Linked DNA regions of Mus musculus: all the other regions are linked to region 1. A link is a contact called in public HiChIP or PLAC-seq and promoter capture Hi-C data. All regions are on one chromosome and are shown on one strand. Each heading gives the region's core, a stretch centred on a gene start, on an enhancer-like site or on the middle of the called end of the contact. The rest is flanking DNA. Distances are from core to core; before and after follow the strand shown.

What was found. Promoter capture Hi-C pulls out the DNA fragments that hold promoters and counts their contacts. HiChIP or PLAC-seq counts read pairs in DNA pulled down with a chosen protein or histone mark.
Region 2: a promoter capture Hi-C map of liver shows a contact between it and region 1, with 2.6 times the contacts expected there. The contact joins the enhancer-like site here to the promoter of Rpl14 in region 1. A contact is called at or near these places in 3 of 39 promoter capture datasets (frontonasal cranial neural crest, hippocampal neurons and liver) and 3 of 115 datasets of contacts at active chromatin or transcription factors (astrocytes, bone marrow-derived macrophages and large pre-B cells).
Region 3: a contact with region 1 is called in a promoter capture Hi-C map of liver, with 3 times the contacts expected there. The contact joins the enhancer-like site here to the promoter of Rpl14 in region 1. A contact is called at or near these places in 6 of 39 promoter capture datasets (the 3T3-L1 cell line, cranial neural crest, frontonasal cranial neural crest and 3 more), 9 of 115 datasets of contacts at active chromatin or transcription factors (cardiomyocytes, craniofacial prominence, embryonic basal ganglia and 6 more) and 1 of 9 other capture datasets (adipose tissue).
Region 4: an HNF4G HiChIP or PLAC-seq map of pancreatic cancer cells shows a contact between it and region 1. The contact joins the enhancer-like site here to the promoter of Rpl14 in region 1. A contact is called at or near these places in 11 of 39 promoter capture datasets (the 3T3-L1 cell line, the HPC-7 cell line, cranial neural crest and 7 more), 1 of 15 datasets of contacts at CTCF or cohesin (stem cell-derived epiblast-like cells), 5 of 484 Hi-C or Micro-C datasets (the AML12 cell line, cortical neurons, stem cell-derived neural stem cells and 1 more), 16 of 115 datasets of contacts at active chromatin or transcription factors (bone marrow-derived macrophages, cardiomyocytes, craniofacial prominence and 10 more) and 3 of 9 other capture datasets (embryonic stem cells, macrophages and pancreatic islet).
Region 5: a contact with region 1 is called in a promoter capture Hi-C map of second pharyngeal arch cranial neural crest. The contact joins the promoter of Ulk4 here to the promoter of Rpl14 in region 1. A contact is called at or near these places in 13 of 39 promoter capture datasets (the 3T3-L1 cell line, 3T3-L1-derived adipocytes, the HPC-7 cell line and 9 more), 1 of 15 datasets of contacts at CTCF or cohesin (the NIH/3T3 cell line), 2 of 484 Hi-C or Micro-C datasets (cortical neurons and natural killer cells), 25 of 115 datasets of contacts at active chromatin or transcription factors (the 230-238 cell line, bone marrow-derived macrophages, cardiomyocytes and 18 more) and 4 of 9 other capture datasets (adipose tissue, embryonic stem cells, liver and 1 more).
Region 6: a promoter capture Hi-C map of pre-B cells shows a contact between it and region 1, with 2.3 times the contacts expected there. The contact joins the promoter of Gorasp1 here to the promoter of Rpl14 in region 1. A contact is called at or near these places in 2 of 39 promoter capture datasets (liver and pre-B cells) and 2 of 9 other capture datasets (liver and pancreatic islet).
Region 7: a FOXA1 HiChIP or PLAC-seq map of pancreatic cancer cells shows a contact between it and region 1. The contact joins the enhancer-like site here to the promoter of Rpl14 in region 1. A contact is called at or near these places in 1 of 39 promoter capture datasets (neutrophils), 2 of 484 Hi-C or Micro-C datasets (the C2C12 cell line and embryonic stem cells) and 1 of 115 datasets of contacts at active chromatin or transcription factors (pancreatic cancer cells).

The regions. Positions count from the first base shown.
Region 1 is chr9:120,569,794-120,573,252 of GRCm38.p6, forward strand. Rpl14 (ribosomal protein L14) reads left to right here and starts at 1,724. Exons shown (of 6, transcript NM_025974.2): 1 at 1,724-1,748; 2 at 2,303-2,404; 3 at 2,975-3,069. The coding sequence starts at 1,746.
Region 2 is chr9:121,565,039-121,568,497 of GRCm38.p6, forward strand. No RefSeq gene overlaps it. Among named protein-coding and RNA genes, the nearest start is that of Lyzl4, 20 kb to the right of the region's middle. Within about 2 kb of position 1,558, at least 8 of the 459 cell types and tissues checked have an H3K27ac peak or open chromatin away from gene starts, as enhancers often do. A contact at or near this core is called in liver, where this site is marked.
Region 3 is chr9:121,414,477-121,417,935 of GRCm38.p6, forward strand. The region is part of intron 2 of Trak1 (trafficking protein, kinesin binding 1); the gene reads left to right. Among named protein-coding and RNA genes, the nearest start is that of Gm51661, 39 kb to the right of the region's middle. Within about 2 kb of position 1,580, at least 50 of the 459 cell types and tissues checked have an H3K27ac peak or open chromatin away from gene starts, as enhancers often do. A contact at or near this core is called in epiblast stem cells and liver, where this site is marked.
Region 4 is chr9:121,394,257-121,397,715 of GRCm38.p6, forward strand. The region is part of intron 2 of Trak1 (trafficking protein, kinesin binding 1); the gene reads left to right. Among named protein-coding and RNA genes, the nearest start is that of Trak1, 29 kb to the left of the region's middle. Within about 2 kb of position 1,740, at least 53 of the 459 cell types and tissues checked have an H3K27ac peak or open chromatin away from gene starts, as enhancers often do. A contact at or near this core is called in bone marrow-derived macrophages, macrophages, pancreatic cancer cells and 1 more, where this site is marked.
Region 5 is chr9:121,275,578-121,279,036 of GRCm38.p6, forward strand. Ulk4 (unc-51-like kinase 4) reads right to left here and starts at 1,595. Exons shown (of 37, transcript NM_177589.3): 1 at 1,483-1,595. Gm34655 (a long non-coding RNA gene) reads left to right here and starts at 2,170. Exons shown (of 2, transcript XR_003948091.1): 1 at 2,170-2,389; 2 at 3,162-3,459.
Region 6 is chr9:119,935,726-119,939,184 of GRCm38.p6, forward strand. Gorasp1 (golgi reassembly stacking protein 1) reads right to left here and starts at 1,833. Exons shown (of 9, transcript NM_028976.2): 1 at 1,733-1,833. The coding sequence starts at 1,792. It overlaps Ttc21a (tetratricopeptide repeat domain 21A), which reads left to right and starts at 1,881. Exons shown (of 29, transcript NM_028735.3): 1 at 1,881-2,025; 2 at 3,442-3,459. The coding sequence starts at 1,999.
Region 7 is chr9:120,009,751-120,013,209 of GRCm38.p6, forward strand. It overlaps Gm33800 (a long non-coding RNA gene), which reads left to right. Exons shown (of 4, transcript XR_871355.3): 3 at 1,257-1,358; 4 at 1,928-2,400. Among named protein-coding and RNA genes, the nearest start is that of Xirp1, 12 kb to the right of the region's middle. Within about 2 kb of position 1,586, at least 341 of the 459 cell types and tissues checked have an H3K27ac peak or open chromatin away from gene starts, as enhancers often do. A contact at or near this core is called in the C2C12 cell line and pancreatic cancer cells, where this site is marked.

The sequences.
Region 1 (3,459 bases), core at 474-2,973:
GGTAGTTTGGGGTTTGAATCCTGGTTCCCACGTGCCCCAGGAAAACTCTTCCCTGCTCTGCCACACTCCCGAGTCCACTGCTGGTTGGTTCCTGTCTCATCCCCCAAGCTCCCGGCAGTGAAGCTTTCCAGGACCGAGCTCTCCAGGACCCGCCGGCCGAGTGCATGAGTTGCAGGTGGCAAGGATTCTCCGTCCCTCTTGTCTGGAACATCTTTTCACTGAGCTCTCGGCATCTGTCCTGACTGAGAGCTTTTCCTTGGGATTCCTCACTCAGTACCGCTTCACTCTTCAGCAAAAGCAGACTCGTTAGGATGAGGAATTTATTGAGAGAGGCTGGCAGCTCATAATCTTCTGTTAACTCCTGTTCCAGAGGATGTGATGCCCTCTCCTGGCCTCTGCAGGTACTAAGTTTGTTTGCGCTTGGTGCTCACAAACACCCATACACATAAAATAAAATAAAATAAAATAAAATAAAATAAAATAAAATGTCTGAAATGGGGTTCGTTCAGAGCCACAGAGATGACTAGCAGTTGAATGCTTTCTTGAGTTCTGTTTCCAGCTCATTCATAGCTCTAGCTTTAATGGCCTCCAAGGGGACTATTCCTCCACACACATAAAAGAGTATGTAAAGTGCTTAATGTTGTAAAGGCCTGAATTTGGATCCCCATCACACACATGAAGAGTTAGGAAGAGTTAGGATCGATGGCCTGCAGTGGTCATCCTGGGGAGGTAGAGACAAGTGTGCCCCTGGGGCTCAGTGACCAGCATGCCTATCTGAACTGGCAAACTCTGGGTTCAGTGAGAGGCTGTCTCATAAAGACCGGAAGAAGAGTGACTGAGGAAGGCACCCAGTGTGCTCCTTTGCTCTTGTTTACTTGACACAGCTAGGGTCCTCTGGGAGGAGGGAGCCCCACTTGGAGGAATGCCTCCATAAGAGGCATATCTGTGAAATATATTCCCTTTCCCCCGCCCGCCTCCCCCCACCCCCCGGCCTATTTATTATATGTAAGTACACTGTAGCTGTCTTCAGACACCCCAGAAGAGGGCGTCAGATCTCACTACAGATGGTTGTGAGCCACCATATGATTGTTGGGATTTGAACTCAGGACCTCTGGAAGCGCAGTCAGTGCTCTTAACAGCTGAGTCATCTCTCCAGCCCTGTGTCTTTGGACTTTTAAGACAATGTCTCAGTATGTCTCCTTGGTAGGGGAAGCGGCCTTAAATCCAGATTTGCTTCCGCCTCTGCCTCCCGAGGGCTGGGATTAAGGGCGAGCGCCAGCACCCTCGGCTGTGTCTTAATTATATCCTGTGTATACAGAAGAAAAGGGAAGTGGGCTGGGGACAGACAGTTCATCCTATGAGTCCTTCCTATCCCTAAAGTTCTCAGGAGTGACCGCCCTGTCATGCCAACATTTGGGAGACTGAGGCAGGAGCATTGCTGCGAGCGAGCCTGCTTGGATTATACAGTGTGGAAGGCCTACACTAAAAGGCCTTGTCCCCAAAATCCCAAACCCAAACAAAATAGAAAGGAGAAATTACAACGCCAAGCTCACTGCACGTGTCTGAGGAGAAGCAGTCCATAGAGAGCCGGAACCGCCATGTCATAACCCAGTGAGCATGCGTAAAAGCACGCACGTTTCCCCGTCGACCAATCGGTGGGCACGCTGGACGTCGGGGGCGGGGCTTCTGCCGACACATGCGCACGGCAGGGCGGGCCCTCTCTCTTCTCGCTGAGCGCCGCCAACATGGTGAGTGTGTGTGCCGAGAGCTCCGAGTGCGGCCGTCGCGACGCCCGTCTTCTGCCCCGGGCGGGGGAGCCCCGGCGTGGAGTGGCTCTGCGCGACCCGGCCAGCGCGTGGGGAGGCAGCGGGGCGTGGAACCCAGCCCGCAGGGAGCGCGGCTCGCGTGGACCGCACTACCGGGGCCACGCGTGCGCAGTGGCGGGAGTGGCTGGGCCTGAGGTCCGGGGATGGCGGCGCTGCTGCGGCCTCGGACCTGCCCGGCGGCCTGGCTCCTCATGAGCTCCCTTCAGTTCTTTTTCTCCGGAAAAAGCGAACCGGGGAGTGGTTCAGTGGATTGAACGATGAATTAATTGTATGAGAACTAAAGGAGTATCAAACATGGGTAAGAGCGGATCCAGGGAGCTCGTGTGCTGGGAAAGTGGCCACGGGATACTTGAAGTTAAAAAATGCTGGCTACTAAGTTCAAACTCGTCTCCCAGGGCGGCCCCGAGCCCTGTGTTGCCGGTAAGCAGCGGACTTGGAATATTTAAAGCCAACCCTTGTTTCTTTTCCTGTTTTAGGTGTTCAGGCGTTACGTGGAGGTTGGCCGGGTGGCCTACATTTCCTTCGGGCCCCATGCTGGAAAGCTGGTCGCAATTGTAGATGTCATTGATCAGAACAGGGTACGTGTGGGACGGAGTATTTTACAATCTTTATTTAACGTGGCCGTAAGATCGACAGCACCGTAGATGTTACTCAGGGTAGCTAGAGTGGTCCTTGGGTGGAGTTCTTTAGATTACAGGTTTACCATTGAGGAAACACTGGCCACGGAGTTTGAAGCACTGGGTAGAGTTAGCTCATCTTACAGCACTAATTCACCGGGTAAACGAGGCAGGCAAATGCAGGTGAGTTTAAATGAGGTAACTGAGAAGACTTCAGTGAGCTGGAGGTGCGGCTCTGTTGGTAGAGTGCTTGCTAGAGTCCCTGGATTCTAAAGATAGATGTGGCTCCTGCTACCTCAGGCTCTGGGAGGATAAGGTAGGAGAAGCAGGAGTTTGCCACTAGCCTGGGCTGCTTGACCTTGTCTGAAAATACCACAGTGGAGGCTTTTAGGATACTGGGTTCACAAACGTGCATTTTCTTCATTTGAATGGTAATGTACATTTCGTCCAGAAAGGGCTAGAAATTACGTAGAGGTTACAGCCATCTTGAACTTTAGATGCCTGTCTGAGGTCCTTGATTTTGTATCCTAGGCTTTAGTGGATGGACCCTGTACTCGGGTGAGGAGGCAGGCCATGCCCTTCAAATGCATGCAGCTCACTGACTTCATCCTCAAGTTCCCACACAGGTAACACCTTGTTCTAAGTTGCTTTTCAGTTTGGTGCCACAGTCTATATATACACGGATAATACAGATGGTTTGGAGCCAACCAAGGAAAGGGGCCTATATCTAACAAACAGACTTACTGACTTAAAATTGCCCAGGTCGTTTTGCCATTATGAAGTTCCTGTTTGGGTCCCGTGTCTCCCCCCCCCCCACACACACACACACACAATAAGTTCCGTGAAAATGTCTGCTCTCATATATCCAAATTGGCCCCAAATTTGCAGTCTTCTGGTCTGAGTCACCTTAGTGATGGGGTTTGTTGTGTTTTAGAGGGGTGCAGATTAAGACTGTCCTGCAGCACTGTGTGGTTGTCATCAGCAATGATTGGTACAATGAAGCACCTGCTGTAATG
Region 2 (3,459 bases), core at 308-2,807, 1.0 Mb after region 1:
GAACAACGGCTTCTACCACGAGCAAGCAGATTCATTGTTCCCTGCACTAAACACTCTGAGGTTCAGACTCAGTTCCTGCAACAGCATGATGCAAAACTACTGGCTTTGGCTATGTCCTCATTTCACAAGTGAGGAAACGCAAGTGTAGACAGAATATGCAGCAGGCCCCCAAAATCACACCCAGGTACACAATAACAAATTAGAAAGCCAAGAAAAAAAAATGGATAAATCCCTAGAAGTGTGTTCTCAGCCAAGACAGATCAAAGAAATGGAAAGTCTGAATGGACTGACAAAAAGCAAGGAGAGAGAGAGAGAGAGAGAGAGAGAGAGAGAGAGAGAGAGAGAGAGAGAGAGAAGGGAAAGGCCCAGAACTCAGTGCTTGTGTTGCTGGGTCTGATCAAATACATTTTCCAAAGTCTTAAAATTCCCCTGCAAAAGAATCTGAAAATATCTGTTATCAGGGAAATGGCTTTGATATCAAAGCCAGGGAAGGATGCTATAAAAACATAAAACAAAATTGTAGGATGATAACCCTGATTGACCCAGATGCAAAAATCAACAACTAAATCCCAGCAAGGCAAACCCAGCAGCACTGTACAGTAAACAGACCTTTTCCCTGATCAAGTGTTTCTCATCCCACGACCAAGAGTTTAAGAGGTAAAATTAGTGTTAACCAAAGGGCCAAGACCACAGGGGAATCTAGCAGAGACTAAAGGTATTCAGCAAAGTCCCGCATAAATTAATGGCTCCGAGATTAAGATCACTGTCCGCTCCCGAACACTTAGGCTTGACTCCCAGCACCCATATGGCATCTCACAATAGTCTGTAACTCTAGTTCCAGGAGATCTGACGCCCTCTTCTGGCTTCCTCAAGCACTACATGCATGCAACCAAAACACCCTAACATGTAAAATAAAATAAAAATAATTTAAAGAAAATCTCTGAAATGTCCTTCACCCCATAAAGGCTCCAGGTAACAAGCCCATGGCTGATATCCCAGTGGAGCTGAAAAGATAAACTCTTTCCTTTTAAATGAGGTGAATTATCTGAAAAGAAATCAAGAAAAAAAATCCCATTCAAAGAATGAGCACACAACCCCTGCCATGTGAATTCTCTCTCCCCTTTCTCTTGTCCCTGTCTCTCTCAGGTGGGCGAGCACACACACTCTGCTACATGAATTCTCCCCTCCTCTCTCTCCCCTCACTTGTCCCTGTCTCTCTCTTGGGTGTACTGTGGTAGGTGAGCACACACACTCTGCCATATAAAGACACAGAAAGCCAGGAAGCTTCCACAGACACCAGTGTCCTGGTGTCCATCTCCAGAACTGTGAGAAATAGCATTTGTTGCTTGAGTGGGACCGATCGGGTGCAACCCCTGGATAGGCCATGTTACTTGTCTTGGTCCTTCTGTCATGTAAACTGCTTCTTCTCCTCAGCTTTGTATCTGGCCATGTTGTTGACTCCGGGCAGTGGGCTGTCAGTGGGTGCAGCATGAACAGTGGCTTGAATACGTGTGTATGTGATTGGCTGGCCTTCTTGCCTCTGCCGTGGAATGAACTTTGCTCCTTGGAGCAGAGTCAAACCCAATTTCCAGCTAAACACAGGTCGGATCCAGTGACCTACAGACTTGAGAGATAAAAACAAATGCCTGCCGTTGTGTAACAACATTGAAAGGGACACTGAAAAGCCACTGGGGAACTCAAGGCCATTGGTGGGTTCTTTTGGGAACAGTGAGGTTTGCCACAGGGCTGTCTGGCATTGTTGATGTCTTCTACAGCTGATTGTATGACCCTGCGTCCCCTATCTGGAGTCATCCAGATAGGGGACGCAGGGAGCTAGCTTGGGAGGAAGGCTCAGAAGGTGGCTCACTCTTCTGATTCACACAGTGTCCGTTGACCCCATTCATTTTATACACGTCCATCCTGAGTACATCCCCAAATCCGTCTCTGCCAGATTTCAATCTAATATTAATCCATGTAAAGAAAACTTTCCCTTCAAAGGGATTAACTAAAACCAGCATATTATTTCAGAATTTCACTTAGAAATAATGAAGGGATGAACCAGGCCATTTTCCTTGCTGGCGCCGTTAAGCGCTCAAAGCCAATGACTCCAGAAGAAAACAAAATTCAACACTAAAATGGCAGCACATCTGGAAGGGGCAAGAATTTACTGCTGAGACAAATTGGAATGTTCTAGAAGGGAATCCGACACTGCCCAAAGTTACCTAAAATTGAAAGCATTTAAAAGGATGGCTCTGGATCTCTGACTCCTTTGCAGGGTCCTTGCTACTGTGTGGAGAGCGTGGGGGAACGTTCTGCAGGAGTCTGCTCCGCCCAGGACCTTTGACCTCTGCGGAGACTCAGAGGCTCAGCCCAGTTCTTGCTTTACCCTGGAGCCCACATGGACTTGAGCATCCTCAACCAAAGCACATAAAGCTGAAATTGGGTCTTTCTGTGAAGAGAGAAAGTGCCCGTGAGACTACCATGTTGCTTTCTAACAAGCACTTTAGACTGTCCAAATGCAGCAAAGCAGACTGTGACCGTTAGGGTCTACAGGGGAAAAGAAATACCAATATAGATCTAAATAAAAACAACAAGAGAGACGAAAGCATTCAGACCCAGCTCCATCTGAGTCATATACATGTCTCATCTCCCTCAGAATCATAAAGCATTGAATGATGCCCAGTGCTGAGGCCCCCAGATTCTAATTGAGAGCGGTAGCTAGTATTCATGGCTGGCTTCTCCAGCTGTGTCAGATCCTGATGTCTCTCTTCCCCTGTTCAACAGTTTTAGAAAGAGATTCCATAATCTGCTGTTAATATATGTTATCCGAGCAGTGTGGGGATCGTGTGTGTGCCCTTGCCTGTGCCTGTGCTGTTACAGATGAGTTGTCTTGGTTCAGGTGGAGATGGCTGTCCGCAGACCGTCATTTATCAGGCTTGCAGTTGGCTCAAGATCACATGTTATACTCATATCAACATCAATATCATTGTTGTTACTATTGAGGGGTTTGAATAGGAATGGCCCCGGTAGACTCATGAATTTGAATGCTTGGCCCAAGGGGAGTGGCACTGTTAGGAGCTGTGGCCTTGTTGGAGGAGGTATGTCACTGTGGGGACAGGCTTTGAGGTCCCTTATGCTCAAGCTGCACTCAGTGTGGAAGACAGTCCTCTTCTGCTGCCTGTGGATCAAGATGTAGAACTCTCGACTCCTTCTTCAGTACCATGTCTGCCTGCATGCTGCCATGCTTCCCGCCATAATGATAATGGACTAAACCTCTGAAACTGTAAGCCAGCCCTAGTTAAATGTTTTTCTTTTTAAGAGTTGCTGTGGTCCTGGTGTCTCTTCAGAACAATAAGAACATTAAGACACTACCTACAATTTAAAACATTTAAAAAATATTATGAGTGTTCTGCCTGCATTGATATCTATGCACCACTTGCATGCAGAGGAGAAGAATTT
Region 3 (3,459 bases), core at 330-2,829, 840 kb after region 1:
GTGGGGAGGTCCCCCGCCCAGCACGTCCCTCCTACACTTTTGGAGTAACCAACCAGTTTTCTCATCTGGAAAAGCCCTGATACCCTGGCTCACTATCTCTTAAAGTTAATCAGTAAGCATGATTTGATAATGTTTATTAAGATTAAACTATGTTTTTAACTGAATGTGTGTGTTTGAGATACCACCTTGCTGTGTAACCCAGGCTGGCGTTGAACTCCTTGGTGCTGGGAATCCAGGCATGTGGTACCATGCCTGAATCTTGGAAGCATTGTGTTTAAACCCTGTGGATACATAATTTTTCAGAAAAATTTGAAATTCTAATCTTGAAATCTGCCTGTGATTTTCTGCAACATTGTCTTTTCCAAACACAATCTTAATGTGTTAAAATGGAGCAATCATTTTGACGTTCTAAAATTTTAACGGAAGTATAATAATCTGCCTCTAGTTGGAATTTTTAAGTAAAATCTTTATCCTTCTGTGGCATCCTGCTGTGGCACATGATTTTATACTAGTCTTTATAAAGGTAGCAACTCAGTGTGGAGTCCTCAGCCCTCAGCCTCCAGGCTTAGTAAAACCCAGTCCTCCGCCTTGCCTACTGCTCTTCCCAAGATCTCGCTGCTGGGCTTCCCTTCCTGGCTACGTGGCAGGGGACAGCGGCCAGAGAGATGGAAGTCGCAGGTGTGGATTTGCATGCAGCCGGGGGAAGGCTGGAACCTGGGGACCACAGAATGAGCTATGATGTCCAGTTGCGGTGCTTGGTCAGGGCCAACTCACAGAGAATCGGATAGGAGCACCTGTGTTGTTATCTGTGACAGGCAAACTCAAGCAATGCAGGGAATGGCTAGCAAGGTACACCATCAACTGTGGCTCTTCCTTGGGGCACCATTGTAAGCTATTAGGCGGTCAGTTTTTCCCTTGTCTTGCTCTAGCAGTGAGAGAATTCTTCCTGGATTTGTAGACAGAGCTTGAAGGGGAACGTGTATAAAACACAGATTAATGAGGAAAATAACATGGCTCTTGTGCCGAGAAGGTCTGGGTGGTGGTGTTTAGTCAGGTGATGGTCCCTGCACATCCTTCTTCATTTGTGAGAGAAGTCAGGATCCCTGCCCCTGGGTCCCTGTAGTCCTTGGCTCCTCACAGTCTCCTCAGATTCCTACGAGCACACCTACAGGAAGTCTCTCAGCTCAGAGGTGTTGAGCAATGCTTCATCAGGGCAACTCCTCCAGCCCCAGCCGCAGCGCCTTCCTACAGACAGGTGCACCTGCTTGAGGCGTGGCTGGTGTTTTCTTTTGCAGTTGCTATGAAACTTTCAGGACGCTACCATTCCTGTTCTTCTCAAGGGGGAGAAAGGCCAAGAGCGTACCTCAGGGCACCGTACATTCCTGCCTGGCTCCCCTCTGTGTGCAGGGCAATTGGCAGGGTGCTGCTATTCCAACAGGTGCTCTGCCTGCCGTGCTCCGCCTCCGAGGTCCTGTGAGCCACTCTGTCCTTCCTTCTCCCAGTGATGCTGGGCGGGTGGCCCTGTGCACACCCGTCCACTCCTGCCAAGCCAGGGCATGTCTGCGACCCTGGCTGGAGCCCAGCATGTGCGCTTTGGGCCCCGATGGCTCCTCTGGGCAGGTGGCCAAAGGCTCTCCCAAGGACAGTCCCTTAGGACAATGTTTCAAATTTGGGGCGACTTCAACAATGTCCCTGAGAGACGTGGGAGGGGAAGAGGAATGTTTTGAATACAACTACCAGGATGAAGAGAAGGCGGCCATCCCCGAGCAGCATGATACCCTGGACATCTTGGCAGCCACCCATGAGCAGAACGATACCATGGACATTTTGGAGGATGGTAAATGCTACGCTTTACCTTGAGCTGCATAGACTACTTGAGGCTTTTCCTGTTAGTGTCCAGCCAGGCAAGATTGGCCACTGATGTTGCCATATTCTCTTAGTTCTTAAAGGAACAGGTGTACAAATGGCTTGATGTCCAAGTAGGACTGCTGCCCAGGTAGTGCAGCACCCCGGGGCTTCTAGAACATCTCAGCATCCCTTTTTTGCTTCTGCAACCTCCCCAGAAACCATAACTCTGACTCTTGCCCGCTCGGATCTGCCTCAGCCCGTTTTGATCACATAAGGACAGTTAAGCAGTGTGTGTGTGGTTCTGCATCCCGCCTCTGTGGCTCACTGTATGCTTTTGGTTTTGAAATCCCTCCAGTTCACAAGGTCTGGATCCCTGTTTGCCCAGCACTGGTTTAAAGAGTGACAATTGTTTGGTAACTAAATGGTCTTTAGTAAGTTGATGGCTACACATTTTCTACCAAGCAGAGTGAATCAGATTTTAATAACTGGTTTCAAATGTGGATTTTGTTTTCTTTTTGGGAGACAGAGTCTTGTCTATGTAGCCCAGGCTATCCTAGGATTGTTCATCATCCTGCTTCAGCCTCCTGAGTCCTGAGATTACAGGGCTGTGCTGTCTCACCCAGATGGGATTTTTTTTTTTTTTTTTTTTGAACTTTGAAGTACTTCAGAGATATCTCAGGGTAACATGGTAACCACCTGAGACTGGGAGGGCTGCTTCTGAGCATTCTTGGATGGGGAAAACAGGTTCCCTGCAGCATGCCCAAATATTGATACAAGTTAACTCTAGCCAGACTTCTGGGTTTCACTGGCAAGCTTGAGAAAAATGGTTTTGGAGGTGAAGCAGGTAGTTAAACAATGGCTACAGCAGTACCCTTGAGCCTAGTGAGTGATAGCTGTCAACTGCTTATGGCTCAGGCTAACTTTTCAGAAGTACCAAAACCACCCCAAGAGCTCAAGGTCTCTTCTTTTGAAGATAGCGTCCTGAGGGTGTTGTTGCTGCCTCACTCCCAGAGCGCTGCAAGCTCTTGATTGCAGAGAAGAGTAGTGGGGCAGCCAGAGAACTGAGAATCCGATGAGGCCAGGAGCTTGTCTGCTGTCTCACCAGACCGTGGGAGGGAAGGCACAGCGGACTGACTGACAGGGATAGTGTTGGGGGAGGAGTGCCAGGCTGATGGGTGGTAGTGTGGGGTGAGGTGGGGGACGACAGTCTGGTCTCTAGATACTGATGGAGTCAGCAGTTGTCAGGTTCCTGGGTCCTGATTAAGAGAAGGCATGGTCTGTGCCGTGGAACTAGGTCCAGCCCAGACAGCATTGGCTCTTTTTCCTGTCCTTTAAAGCTCTGTGCTCCAGGGTGGCACAGGAGACTTTTTAAGCCATGATTCATGTGGTTCTAAGTCAGAGGGTACACAGGACTCTGGAGTGGTGCCAGATACTGTCAGAGTGGAGGATAGGTGCATGGAACACTCCACACACATGCACGTTCACACACATATGCACATTCACACACATGTGCACATTGATACACATATGCACATTCACACACATGCACATTCACACACATGTGTACATTGATACACACATACACATTCACACATATATGCACATTCACAC
Region 4 (3,459 bases), core at 490-2,989, 820 kb after region 1:
CATCGATTGGCCATGGACCTGCACATGCGTAGTGTAATTGGTGTGGTGGTCACCACAGCATCAGACCATTTTATAGGATGGCCACAGAAGTGACTCGTTGAATCCCTATAAAACATCTACAGATAGGCAAGGCCCACCAGTGCCCAGTTCCTAAGGTCTCTTTAACAGGAGACTCAAACAGAGATTCATCATTTGTTTTCAGTTATACATGTAGGAAAATGCAAAGGAAGCCCTGTTAGAATCACAGGTGGGTACCACAGAGTAAATTACAAGTGGAGGAGCTGGAATGAGCTTAAGGTTGGGTGCATCCAAGTCTTCTTGTGTATTATTTCCTTCTGTGGATTCTGTGCTTAGAGCTGGGTGGCTCTTTATTAATGTCTGTTAATTGGAGCTGGAGAGATGGCTCAGCAGTTACAACACTGACTTCTCTTGCAGAGGACCTGAGTTCAGGCCTCAGCAGCCACATCAGGAGGCTCACAGGTGCTCCACAGGAGTGATGTCCTCTTCTGGACTCTGGGAGCACTGCACTCACATGTGCATCCACCTCATACATACAAATACATAGAATCTTTTAAAAAGAAAAAGAACTTAACTATCTGCTAATTGAAATTAAAGATTTAAAGTGAAGTTCTGTGACACACCCCACCCAAATGGTCAGTAAAGAGAATTTAAGAGTTTTATGAATTTAGTTATTTCCCTTAACTTCCAACAGAGATGTAACATTGTCTTCTGTGATCAGACTGGAAGACTAGGCTGGATGTCAGCTGCAGGGCATGCAACTTTGTTACCAGTGGAGAGCAGAGATGCCTGGGTGCTGCACACCCACAGCAGTGGCTACACACTGTAAAACCTGCCTCTGCCCATCACTGGGAGCAGATGCTGGGCGTTGCTACAGCACTGTGAACCTTTTTTTTTTGGAAAGATCTTCGTTAAGCAGCTCTTACATCAGCAGATTTGGTTTTCCTTGGGCTTTCTGAACTGCAAAACACAGCATTGCTGTTTGAGGGATAGAAGTGCAGGTGATGTGTAGAGAGCAACCTAGGGGCCTGCTCTGTGCCTGGTGTCCTGGATTTTTTGTTTGCTTGTTTATTTGTTTATGTCTCAAGACAGGGTTTCACTATGTAACACTGGCTGGCCTAGAACTCAAAGAGATCCATCTGCCTCTGCCTTCTGAGTCTGGGGATTGAAGGTGTGCACCACTGTGCCTGGCCCTACTACTTATTTATGTATCTTGTGTGTGTGTTATATATCTGTGTTCATATATGTATATGTATATATATATATATATATATATATATATATATATATATGTAGAGACCAGAGGATGGCATTGTCTTCTATACATCACCAATGTATGTTTGTTGGTGTTTTGTTGTTGTTTCTGAGCTAGGGTCTCACTATCTATCCCTGACTGGCCTCGAAAGCAGAGCTTCACTGGCCTCTAAAGTGCTAGCATTAAAGGTGTTCTCCACCATGCTGGCTCACCTTACATTTTAAGACAGGCTCTCTCAGTGGACTTGGAGATCAATGACTCAGCTTGACTGGCTGGTCAGGAGCCCCCAGGAACCGGAGTTGGGATCGGAGGGGCACACCAGCATACCTGGCTTCTTTAGTGTATGCCAGGGATAGATCTCCAGATCTTCATGTCTGCACAGCAGGCAGGTTTCCACTGTGCTTCATCCCTGCCCTGGTTGGGTTTTGTCTATGTGTTTACATATCTGTAACCCGGGAGACACATGACTCAGTAGAGTGAATCACCAGTGCCAGGCCACTGTGGGTGGCTGAGAAGACATTGTCCACTGCTTCCCTTCTAGGTCCACTGTGGGCATTGTGTAGGGCGGTGCCCACTGTGGCTGGTGGAGTTGGGGATACAGGGCTCCCTAAGGTGAGAAACCAGAAGGGGTAAAACCAGGGTAGGTACATCCTGGCCACCGTGTTTGGGGGTAAGACCCCACTGACACTCCCCCCCAGTCCCCCTCCTGGGTGGACAGCCAGGCTCTGCCCCTGAACCTGGCCCTCAGTTGCCTGGCTGATGAGAGGGAACACTTCCCCATCTGCTTTTTTTGAGTCAGACCTCCTTCTACATCAACCTTTCCAGAGTCACTTCATTCATTCAGAGAATTCATTTCCATGGCTCACAGAGTATGTGCTGCACTACCTGAAACCGCTTCCTGCTCTGTGACATCCAGCTGCCTCATGTGGTCTGACGGTGACCTGTGTGCAGTAGACCAGTCATGTGACACTCAGCGCACACCAAGCAGCAAGGTCACCATGTTTGTTCTTGGGTGACCATGCTCCTGTTGGTCCTTCTTCCCCGGCCTTTTATGGTTGACACCAATTGATCCAAGAAGTAATTCTTTGTGTCACACCCAGATCTGCTGACCACCACACCTCAGAGGTCATCTGGGAAAGAGCAGGCCCTGAAGCAAACAGGTTTTGGAATGTCACCCCAGCCTTTGCTTTCGGTGTGCAGTAATCCAGCCAGCCAGTATGTGCAGGATCAGGCAGGCATGGCGTTCCTTTCAGCACCAGAGTTCTTGCCTGAGATTTACTAAGAAGGTGGACACATCTCTATTGTTTAGATCTTCTTCCCATCCTAACCCAGGACTGTGGCATGTGCAGGCTCGTGCTGAGGGTAGTAAGGACAGTGACCTCTCCTCTGGGACATCATTCTTTCCTCTGTGAGGGTTCCCACCCCGACACCTTGACCGGACTGCCATGCTCTTTCAGTAGGGAGTACCTTGGATCAGGTCCTGTCAGCTTCAACTCTCCTGACAGAGGTACAGGCAGCCTCTGGCCCTGTGTTGGCTGGTTGTGGGAACACACGGTCTGCTGTGCCCTTCCATTCCAGCCCTGCACCCCCCCCCCCCCCACACACACACACAGCTGATCTCACATACTGAGGAGCCTCGGTATCGAGAGAGCTCTTACTGGGGAGGGTACCAGGATGCTGGTTAAGTATGAGGAGCCTTATTCAAGGTATTCCCGTTGAGAGCTTAGTCAATTGTGCAGTTAAACTGTCTGCAGCATTGGTCCCTCTCTCCTTTTCTTGTCTTCCCACCTCTTCTTCCTCCCCCTTTGTCTCCTCCTCTTCTCCCCCCCCCCCCCCCGTCTCCTCCTCCTTTCCCTTCTTCTTCCTCCCCCTTTGCCTCCTCGTCCTCTCCCCTCTTCTTTCTCTGCATGCTCCTCCTCATCCACCATCTATCTCTCCTCCCACACTGGCTCTGCCTGTTCAGAACCTGTCTGCTCCTTGAACTCACCGTAGTGTAGGCTGGCCTTTAACTATGGTCTTCCCACCTCCACGCTGGGCTGGGACTCCAGGCCTGTGCCGCCATGCCCGGCTTAAGCATGCATTTCATACGTAGACTTTTTCTTGTCTCCAGACAGGCTCTTACCTTTTTAAAAATCTGAAGGTGCTTTGTTTGTTTGTTTGTTTGTTTGTTTATTTAGCACATTGCT
Region 5 (3,459 bases), core at 345-2,844, 710 kb after region 1:
AGGGAGGGAGGGAAGGAGGGAGGGAGGGAGGGAGGGAGGAGAAAGGAGGAAGTTCTGGTTTATAAACTGCACCTAGAAGTGGGCAAAGAGTCACAGATAGGCAGACAAAGGCCAGGCTCTTGTGTTTTACAGTAAACCATAGGACATCAACATGGAGCATTCTCAAAAGTCAAATAGAATCGCCTACATGTCCAGTCATGCTACTCCTGTGTTCACAGACACACACACACACACACACACACACACACACACATGCACATACATGCACATGAACATCCAAAGGCAGCTCAGGCAGCATACACAGGGATACTTGGCATCTCTCAGAGCGCCACTCAGCTGTCAGGAAGAGTGGAATTACATCATTTTCAGGAAGATGAATTGAGTCAAAGTCATTGCGGTGATGCTATGAGGTAAGCCAGAGCCAGGCAGACAAACACTACATTATCTCTCTCTGGCAAAATTGAGTGGGAATATACAAAATAGTATATAACCTAGATTTAAACATATATCATATATGAGGAACGGGAGTAAACAGAGGACTACAGGGAAGAAAAATGAGCCTAAAGGGAGGAGAGGCAGGAACAAAGGGTCACGGGAGGCAGTAACGACACAACACCATGTTTCCTCTCATGCAAAATCAAGACATAAAAGTAGGTCCTGTGAAGCCACAAGACAACTATGAGAGGATGAGAAAGAGGACAAGCAGGAGGGGGTAAGAAGAGCAGAGGAAGATAGTGAGGGGCAGACATAAGGAAAACACAAAGACAGACATATAGGAAAATGTCGTAGTGAAGCCCTGAAACTGTATGATAGCTTAAGATGTCATTGTTACAAAAGAACATGGGGCTGAGAAGACGGTTCACCTGGTTAAGTGTTTACTCTGCAAGCCTGAGGACTTGAGTTCAAATACTCAACACACACATAGAAACCCAGTAATCCCAGCTTTGAAGGGCCTACACGGGAGAACCCCAGGAGCTCACTGGCAGGCTAGTCTAGTCTCAACAACCAGCCTCGGGCAGGGGAAAAAGACCTTGTCTCTAGGCAAAAGGCAGACAGGCCAGAGGAAGACACTCAACACCCTTCTCTGCCTGCACACACAGGAGCATCCACCAGTACACTCACATGCATGCGCGCACACTCTCTCACATGTGCAAGAAACCTTGTCAAAACTATCAGTGGACAGAGAGATGGCTCAGCCATTAAGAATACATACTGCTCTTGCAGAGGATCTGAGTTCTGTTCCCAGCACCCACTCCGGGTGGCTCACAACTACCTGTAACTCCAGCTCGAGGAAATCCAACACCATCTTCTGGCTTCCGCAAACACTCAACATGTGCACACGCACGTAAATAAACTTTTTTTTTTTTTTTTTTAAATAAGACTTTAGATAAGTTGCTGTCCTGGGGGAAGTGGTCGCGCCTCTGAGGAGGATGAAGCGGGTCAGAGATGTAACCAGGAATGGAGCCGCAGCTGCCCACCCACCTGCACGATGGTGGGGGACCCGAGTTGCACGCGCTCTGCCTTGCCACGGCGAGGCCACAGCTTGGACAGAGGAAACCGAGGCACCCGAAGACCTGGCCAACTCCCCTGGACGCGTGGGTGAGCCCTCTGCGTCACCATGACAACCTGCGAGACGCGGGGGGGAAAAAGAGCGGGACTTTGATTGGCTGATCGCTACCCAGAAGAACCCGGAAGTGAGCGAGTTTGCGCGCCCATCCAGCGACACTAAGGACCCCACGCCACTTCGAACATGATCTCGCTGGCCTAAGGGGACACTGGAAACTGGAAAGAGACCGGAATCGTGGGCAGTTCTCAGGTTTGCCCGGCGAGCATCCCTCGGTATTTGAAAGCCGCCATCCCATCTCCATGGCAACACAAGGACGGCCGGAAAAGACCCGGATGCTGCCTGGTTGAGCGCTTCCGGCGCTGTGGGCTGGGGCCGGAAATGAGAATCTTTGAGTACACCTAAGTGGCCTTGGGCACTCTAAAGCCAGTGCATCCTTTCTAGAAAGAGGTGGGAGAGATGGCGAGACTCACACAGCCCCACTGCAGGCCCTGCTTGGCGTTTACACGCCCCCTCGTCTCCATGACAGCAATAGGACGCCGGCGATGCAGGGCGCTGATTGGCTGAGATTAGGAGGCATGGACCGGAAGTGGCCGGAGATTGGCGTGGCTAGAGCCAGTCCCCTCCCCATCTGCGCGCCGATGCCTCTGAGCCTCCTCAGGAAACTTCTCGGTCTGGAGCCCGTTGGTCACTGCAGGCTCAGCGGACCGAGGTTAGGACGGATCGGCCTCTCTAGTCAGAGCGTGCAGTGGTGATCAGATCCCACCGGGAAGGCAGCATAATCGCGTGGTCCCAGCCTTCAAGCTGCCTGCGCCGCACATCTTGGTGGGTGGGACTTAAAGTCTTTCACGTCTGCCTGGTCCCAGAGCGTCACAGCTTTAGCTGTTTTGCTGTGTTTCCTTCTTAAACAGGGTTTCACGCTGTAGCCCAGGTTGGCCTCCAACTGGAGTCCTCCAACTTCCATTCTGATGTGAGAGCAGGCTGACAGTATCTATGGAAGGAAGAAAGCCCAACTCAGTTGACCAGAATCGGGCTAGAGATGGGGCTAAAGTTCCTTTTCTAGGTGGGGTGTGGCGGTGGGGAGATAGGACCCTACGTTTCTTGTTTTGTTTTGTTTTTTCGAGACAGCGTTTCTCTGTGTAGCCATGGCTGTCCTGGAACTCACTTTGTAGACCAGCCTGGCCTCGAACTCAGAAATCCGCCTGCCTCTGCCTCCCAAGTGCTGGGATTAAAGGCGTGCGCCACCACTGCCCGGCGGACCCCAAGTTTCTAAGGATAAACCAAGGTATAATTCCACCACAGCTCATGCGAGGGAACCAATGAATTTGTTAGGCTTACATACAGAGCCCGGATGAGGGCTTACAGACAGAAGCACTGCAAACCCAAAGCACTGGAAAAGTCTTCACCCAGTGTGGAAGATGGCTTCCCCATAGCCACAGGGGTGGCCCTCCCCTCCCACCCTCGCTTCTTCAGCCTGACTATCTAGGACCTCTCCAATACTCCCTGCTCCACAAGTAATTAGGAGAAAATATAAATGGCTGGGAGGAGCGGTCGGAAACCCAAGTAAAGATCCAAAGACCCTCCTGTCCTCTCCTAGGACGGAATGCCAATAGTCAACTGGACCTGCTGTGACGATCCTTGGCCTGCAACTCAGCAGTTGGAGATGGCATTTGTCTGACTTAGAAGGCCGTTGTGTTTGTGAGAGCATGTGAGTAAATGCCAGATGTGAGCCTTGGGTGTTGTCCTCTAGAGCTGTTCCTTGGTTTTATTTTTGACACAAGGTCTCTCACTGGCACCTGGGAATGGCTGGTTAAGGCAGGCTGACTGACCTCCAAGTCCCAGGGATCCACTGGTCCCCACCATCCCAGCCCTAGAGTAATGAGCATGCACCATCA
Region 6 (3,459 bases), core at 583-3,082, 630 kb before region 1:
CCTAGAAGTCAAGTGTCCGTGACTGCTGAGCCATCTCTTCAGCTCACTGTGTATGTTTTTGAGATAAGAGCCTTGATGTATAACTTAAACTGGCCTCAAACTTGGGAGTCCTCCTGCCTTTGCGTCTAATGCTGGTATTCCAGGGATGAGCCACCACATCCTATTCCACATAGCTCTTTATGGCCTTCCTTCTCCCCTGTTTGATTTCCAAATATGAGTACTTTGTCTACCATGTTATCTCTAGTGCCTGAAGCTCTGCCTGGCATAGAATATATATTCAAAAACATGTCTATAGCTAGGTATACTCGTGCACATTGTAATCCTGGGATTCGGGAAGTATCAAGAGCTCAAGGCCATCCTACATCAAAAACAGCCGGGCAGTGGTGGCACACACCTTTAATCCCAGCACTTGGGAGGCAGAGGCAGGCAGATTTCTGAGTTCAAGGCCAGTCTGATCTACAGAGTGAGTTCCAGGACAGCCAGGGCTACATAGAGAAACCCTGTCTCAAAGAAAAAACAAGCAAACAAACAAAGGGACTGGAGAAATAGGTCAGCAGTTAAAAGAGCCTATTATTCTATCAGACGACCTGGGTTGAGTCCCCAGCATGCAAGTGTGACAGCTCCCAAATGCCTATAACTCCAACTTAAAGGGATCTAAAACCTCTGGTTTGCACACTCGTGTGCACAAACAAAAACAACACACACACCAAAAACACATCTCTGTAACGGGTCCTCATCCTCTGACCTGATCAACCTGTCCCCCTTTAACCAGCCCCCCTTGCCTTCACTCCGTCCACCACCCCCACCACCTCACTTCCCTCAGCCCTTGTGCAAAGATCCCAAACTCCTGACTTCCCGTGAACCTGTTTTAAAACACCCCCGGTTGGATGCATCCCAATGTCTGCCAACCCCCAAGCACAAATCTTGTCACTTTGATCTGTAAAGCCAATGTGGCTCTCCAGCTAGAAACCGCTTCCCTAGCCCTGACTCCAGACTTCCTTTGACATAGACCAGAGAGGCATAATGGCTCAGGAGGCAGGCGCACGCAGATGGATTTCTGTAGGTTCCAGCCCAGTCTAGCCTACATAGCAAGTTCCAGGCCAGTCGGGGATACATAATGAGACACCCACAAAATAAATAGATAGATAGATAGATAGATAGATAGATAGATAGATAGATAGATAGATAAGATTTAAGAGGAACCGAGAAAGAGCAGCTGAGAGTTTAACAACAGCTTGAACTAAGTACCAAGATCCTGTCTGAAGGAATGAAGGCAGGCAGGCTGACCCAACAGCCAGACAACCTGACAAACCTGCCCGCCTCCACACAGCTCTGCATCTACCTGCTTTTCAAAGGGGCAAAACAGGGGAGCTGAGTTCAAAGATCTTTCTATCCCCAACTCCATACGGCGTTCTTTATCAACCAGACTATACTTCCCAGCAGCCTGTTCGCTCGTACCTCCCTGCAAGTGACACGTAGGGCCCCATCTAGGTCTCGGGATGTTTCACTCTGGGGTCCCAATGCCCACCCTGGCTCCAGTCATTCTGGCCACTTCACCCCCTCTTCAGCAGCTTTCCCAAAGCCCACGAGCTCTCCCAGCCCCTTGCAATGCTCCTTAGAGAAGGGGCCTCGGATCTTGGACGCGCTGGGCCTCGCAAGGCATGCAGGGAGGTCACTGCAGGCCTCGGGGCTGTGCAACCCTCCCTGGTGATCTTCCACCACCCCGGCTCACCCCGTGCAGATGGAAGCCCTCGCCGCCCGCCGGCTGCTCGCTGCTTGCCCCTAGCCCCATGGCCGCCCTCTCCCGCTGCTGCGTGGCCTAGTCACGTGGGGCCAGGCCACGCCCTCCCGGATGTCACAGTTCTTAGCAACAGGCCAGCAGCCAGGTTGCCAAGGACGCGCGCGCCTTAGACTTCCGGCCGTGAGCTGGGCTGCGAATTGGGCGGCCAGAGCTGGGAATCCCGCTCAGCCGGTCATCACCTGAGCCGGGCTGCAGCCATGAGCAGCGATGACTCCTCTCTCATGGTGCGTGAACTCTGGGCCGCCTGCGCTCGGGACTACTTCTGCAGTCAGGACTGCTGCCCTGGGCTAGCTCTCTGCTCTCTGACCATTTCTGCTCTGGGGTTACCTTTCTGCTTTCTCTGGCCATCTGCCCTTGGGCCACCCTCTGCCACACCATCCACCCTGCTGCCTGCCCTCTGGCCATCTCTACTCTTAGGCTACTTCCACCCCCCAACCACCTCTACCCCTCTGTTCACTACTCTGGCAGCTTCTAGAAGTCCTTCCATCTTCCTCAGCTCCCTAACCAAAGCATTTCCCCTCAGTGTCCTCTGCACCCCTAGCCTCAAATTAGCACCCAGACCTGATCCTATCCCCCAAACCAATCCGTGCCTGTCCATTATCGCATCTGCCTCCCACCTAAGCCATCTGTGTTCCACTGCTATGAGGTCTATGCCCACCTCCAACCCTGTTCCTAATCTAACGAGAAGTGTCAGCTTCCAAAGTCTCCAGAGCCACCATGTATCTCTCCCTTAGACACCTCTGGCCTGGTTTCTCTACTTGGGCTCTTTGCACCAGCACTACTGCCTGGCATTACCCATGTGCCACCTGCAGCCACCCACACATCACTGCACGCAACAGCCAGAGTCATTTCTTTAGAATATCATTTGAGGTAACTGGGGATCTGGCTCAGTTCCTAGAATATGCACCAAGCCCTGATAGCCATAAAACAGGTGTGGTGGTAGGTGCCTTTAATCCTAGCACCGGAGAGGTGGGGAGGGAGGGTCAGAAACTCACCATAGTTGAGTTTGAGGCCAGTCTGGGATACATGAACACCAGGCTCTGCCAAAAGTTTTAAAAATCTGAAAACTTCACTCCCCTACTTAAAGCCATTCGAGCTGGTTCCTGTTGATGACCCTGTCTGACGTCTAGGCTCTTTCAAATGGCCCATGAGGCTTTTACGACCTAACCACATCTATCCCCAACTCAACACCCACAAACCTTAGAGGAAGTGAGCTTTTGCTTTGAAATCTCAGCCCCAATTACTGTGTGATCTCCATGGGCTGTGTCTCCCTGGGCTTCAGCTTCTTTAGCTGTGAAAGATACCAAGATGTGTATAGCGGAGGACATGGAGACCCTGAAAATGACCACTCCTCAGTCCCCTTCCTTCCCAGCCTAGGATGAGCCTGACTTGAAGCTTACATGGTGTATTGACCATCCCCCAGTCACCTAAAACCTCTGCCGTAGCCAAACTCCCTGGAGCGCCTTCCTTCCCAGGGCTGCAGAAGGAGAAGGCCAGGCCTGAATGCTGCCTCTCCCTTCCTGTTTGTAGACGTGAGAAGGAATGGGTCACCTCAACAGGAGTGGGTCTCACCCCATCGTGACCAGAACAAAGATGGAGGGACGGGAGCTATGGCAACCATGTTCTTTCTTTTCATGCAGGCTTCGATCATTTACTAC
Region 7 (3,459 bases), core at 336-2,835, 560 kb before region 1:
GACCGCACCACAATATTCCTGAGGTGGACAGCCTTTCAAGAGGGAAGTTAGGTTGAGATCAAAATGGAGGATTTCAATGAAGATCTGGGAGAGGAAACTTCCAGAAAAAGGATAGATGGAGAGGATCAAGGTCCTGGGGCAGGAACCAACCAGTGTGTTTTATGACTGGAGGAGGAGGGTAAGGAGGAGCTGGGGCCTGGGGGGGTTATAGAAGAATGTGGAGAGGCAAGCCATTCTGGTCTTACAGGCTACAAGAGAGTTTAGATTCCAGACCTAGTAACCTGGGCAGCCAGGGGATTGCATTAGGGAGGAGAGGTGTGTGTGTACCTGTGTGCGTGTGTGCGTGCATGCATGCACTTTGAACCCAGGGCCTTGAACATGCTAAGCAAATACCTTTTTTGTTTGTTTTGCTTTTGTTTTGTTTTGAGACAGGGTTTCTCTGTATAGCCCTGGCTGTCCTGGAACTCACCTTGTAGACCCAGCTGGCCTTGAACTCAGAAATCCGCCTGCCTCTGCCTCCCAAGTGCTGGGATTAAAGGCATGCGCCACCACCGCCTGGCGGCTAAGCAAATACTTTACCACCAAGCCGTATCTCTAGACTTTTATTTTTGAGACAAGATCCCATGTTATCCTGGCTGGCCTGGAACTCACTATGTAGACCAGGCTAGTCTCCAATTCACAAAGATCTGTCTGCCTCCCAAAGAAGGGAAGGATTAAATGAGTGAGCTAGCTTCTCCTTTTAAAACTTTAAAAAAATACATAATTATGTATATTTGGCTTTTTGAGACAAGGACCTACTATGTAGCCAGACTCTTCTCAAACTGGCATAATATTTCGCCTCAGCTTCCCAGAGACTGGGGTCACAGGTGTGAACTACTCTAACATTTAAAACTAATTTAAGAAATGTATTGTTACTGGGGCTGGAGGCATGGTTCAGAGGCTGAGAGCTTGCACTGCTTTTCCAGAAAATGGAGTTCAGTTCTTAGCACAGACGGCAGTCAAAATACACACATTCGCATCACCAATGATAAAAAATTTCAATCTTTTATGATTGTGTGTGCATGCTGTGTGTGGGTAGGTGAGGATGTCGCTTGCTATGTGTGGAGGTCACCGGATAACTTTGTAGATTCTCTGCTCTCCACTTTTACCTGCATTCTGGGTCGGACTCAGGTTGCCAAGCTTGCACCATAGGCGCCTTTATCAGCAGAGCTATCTGGCTAGTAAAGGCCCTTAACATTTTGCTTGCTTTGATATAGAGCATCATACTGGGGAGGCAGAGACAGATGAAAGCGGGAAGCAGAGGACGAATTCCAGACGCTGGCAAGGACAGAGCATCGAGGGACCAGGCGCCCTCCCGGGTGAGCCCCGGAACCGGCATCCGTTTGGAATCTGGGAGGGAGGCTCCGCGCGAGGGCTGGCCGGGACGGCGCGTCCTGGCGCCCGGCGTCTGCTCGCAGAGCCAGCCCTGGCAGCACGCCTGCCGGGCGTTTCCTGGCAACCAGCCACCGCCTGAACGTTCCGAACTCTACAGCCCGCGACGTCACCGTCACCTTGACGACGGCCGTGGGAACACGCCCCGTCGGCACCGGGGGCGGGGTCTGAGCGCTGCGCGCTCTGCGCGTGTGGAGAGGGGCGGGGCCTGGGCAGGTGCGAAGGCAGGTGCGGCTGCAGGTGTGAGCGGGGCGGGGCGGGGCGGGGCGGGGCCTTCTGCACCCGCCGCTCTGCAGCAGCGCTCACCCGCCCCTTCTGCTCCGGTTGCTCTGCAGCAACGCATCCTAGACCACCCAAACTCAGCTTGCCCTTGCGGACTGACCTTGTTTTTCACACACAGTTTTCTGTGTAAAATGACCTAATCTGCTTATATATTTGTCTCTGTCAGTCCTGTGAGGTCAAGAATGAATTCTGCCTTGTTCATCTCTATTTTTAGCACCCTGTACAGATCCTGGCACGAAGCGCTATTGAATGCCAGTAGCGTGAATCCACAGATTGACTCAATCGTTTCGTTCATTTGTGTGCTCGTTTGACTAGATGAACAACACCGGGCACACGCCCCCTGCAGGTGAGGAAGGAGATATTAAAAAATATTCCAGAAGGCTGTGGTCACATGCCCACGGATTCCAAACCTTGAGAGATAGAGGCAAAATCAGGGGCTGAAGATCATCTTCAGCCACAGAGCAATTTTGAGGCCAGTCAGTTTGATACAAGATCCTCAAAACCGAATAAAATAAGAAAACAAAGCTACTGGGCCGGGTGGTACACACTTGTAATCCGCAGTACAGATGGGTGAGGGGCAGGAGATTACAAAATCGGGGCTAGCTTGATCTTCAGGCTAAGTTTCAAGACCGTGTCTCAAACTTTAGAAAACAAAACTCTCTCCTAAATTGCAGTACTAAGAATGAATGCCAGCCAACTTTTTTTTTTTTTTTTTTTTCGTGACAGGGTTTCTCTGTGTAGCCTTGGCTGTCCTGGAACTCACTTTGTAGACCAGGCTGGCCTCGAACTCAGAAATCTGCCTGCCTCTGCCTCTCAAGTGCTGGGATTAAAGGCGTGTGCCACCACGCCCGGCTTTATTAACACTTGTTAATTCACAGTGTTCACAGGGTTGTTCCACCATCACACCCATTGACAGATGAGGACGTTGAAGAGAACACTCCTGTGTGTTAAGTTGCTGGGCCCAGTGGTCAAGTGAGAGCCTGTGGAAGGTGTAGGAGAGAGACAAGGTGGGGGAACATGCAGTTACCTGGTACAGGTGTTTTATCTTTTGTGGTATTGAGAATTGACTTACTAGGAGCTTGCATGTTAGGTGAACAAGGTGCCACTGAGTGTATACTCACTTCCACACTTTTGTTTTAGGCAGTGTCTCCTTATGTAGCCCTGGCTAACCTAAAATTTGCTTTGTAGACCAGGCTGCCCTTGAACTCGCAGAGACCTGTTGCCTCTGCCTCCTTAGTGCTGGAATTAAAGAGGTGCACCAGCATACCTGGCTCTCACACCCTTTCTTTTGAGACAGTCTAATGCAGCCCAGGCTGGCCCTCAAACTTACTAGTTGCTAACAGTGACTGTGAGCCTCCTGACTCCTCCTCCGAAATGCGCACACCACTCACCCTGAGTTCTGTTCTCTTGACATTCAGATGTCAGATGTTTCTTCCTTAAGGAGGTCCGCCCCTGCCACCTCTCTGAGGCTATTCTTTGTCATGGTCACACTGCCATGATTCATGACTCATGCCTTCTGAGTGGAAAGTTAGGCACTCACCCTCTTTCTGATGTCATCTTTCTTGTCTCTCCTCCTCATGTTAAAAGTCAGTCTCCTCAGACAGCACCCCACGGGATCTTGCTGTCATCCCTGTGACCTACAACGGACCTGGCATAGAAGGTTCAGTGGTTTCTGAGAGAGAGGGAGAATGGTTTTCACTAAAATCATTGCATTTTCTAGCCAGGATCTGATCGCTCCCTCCCTAA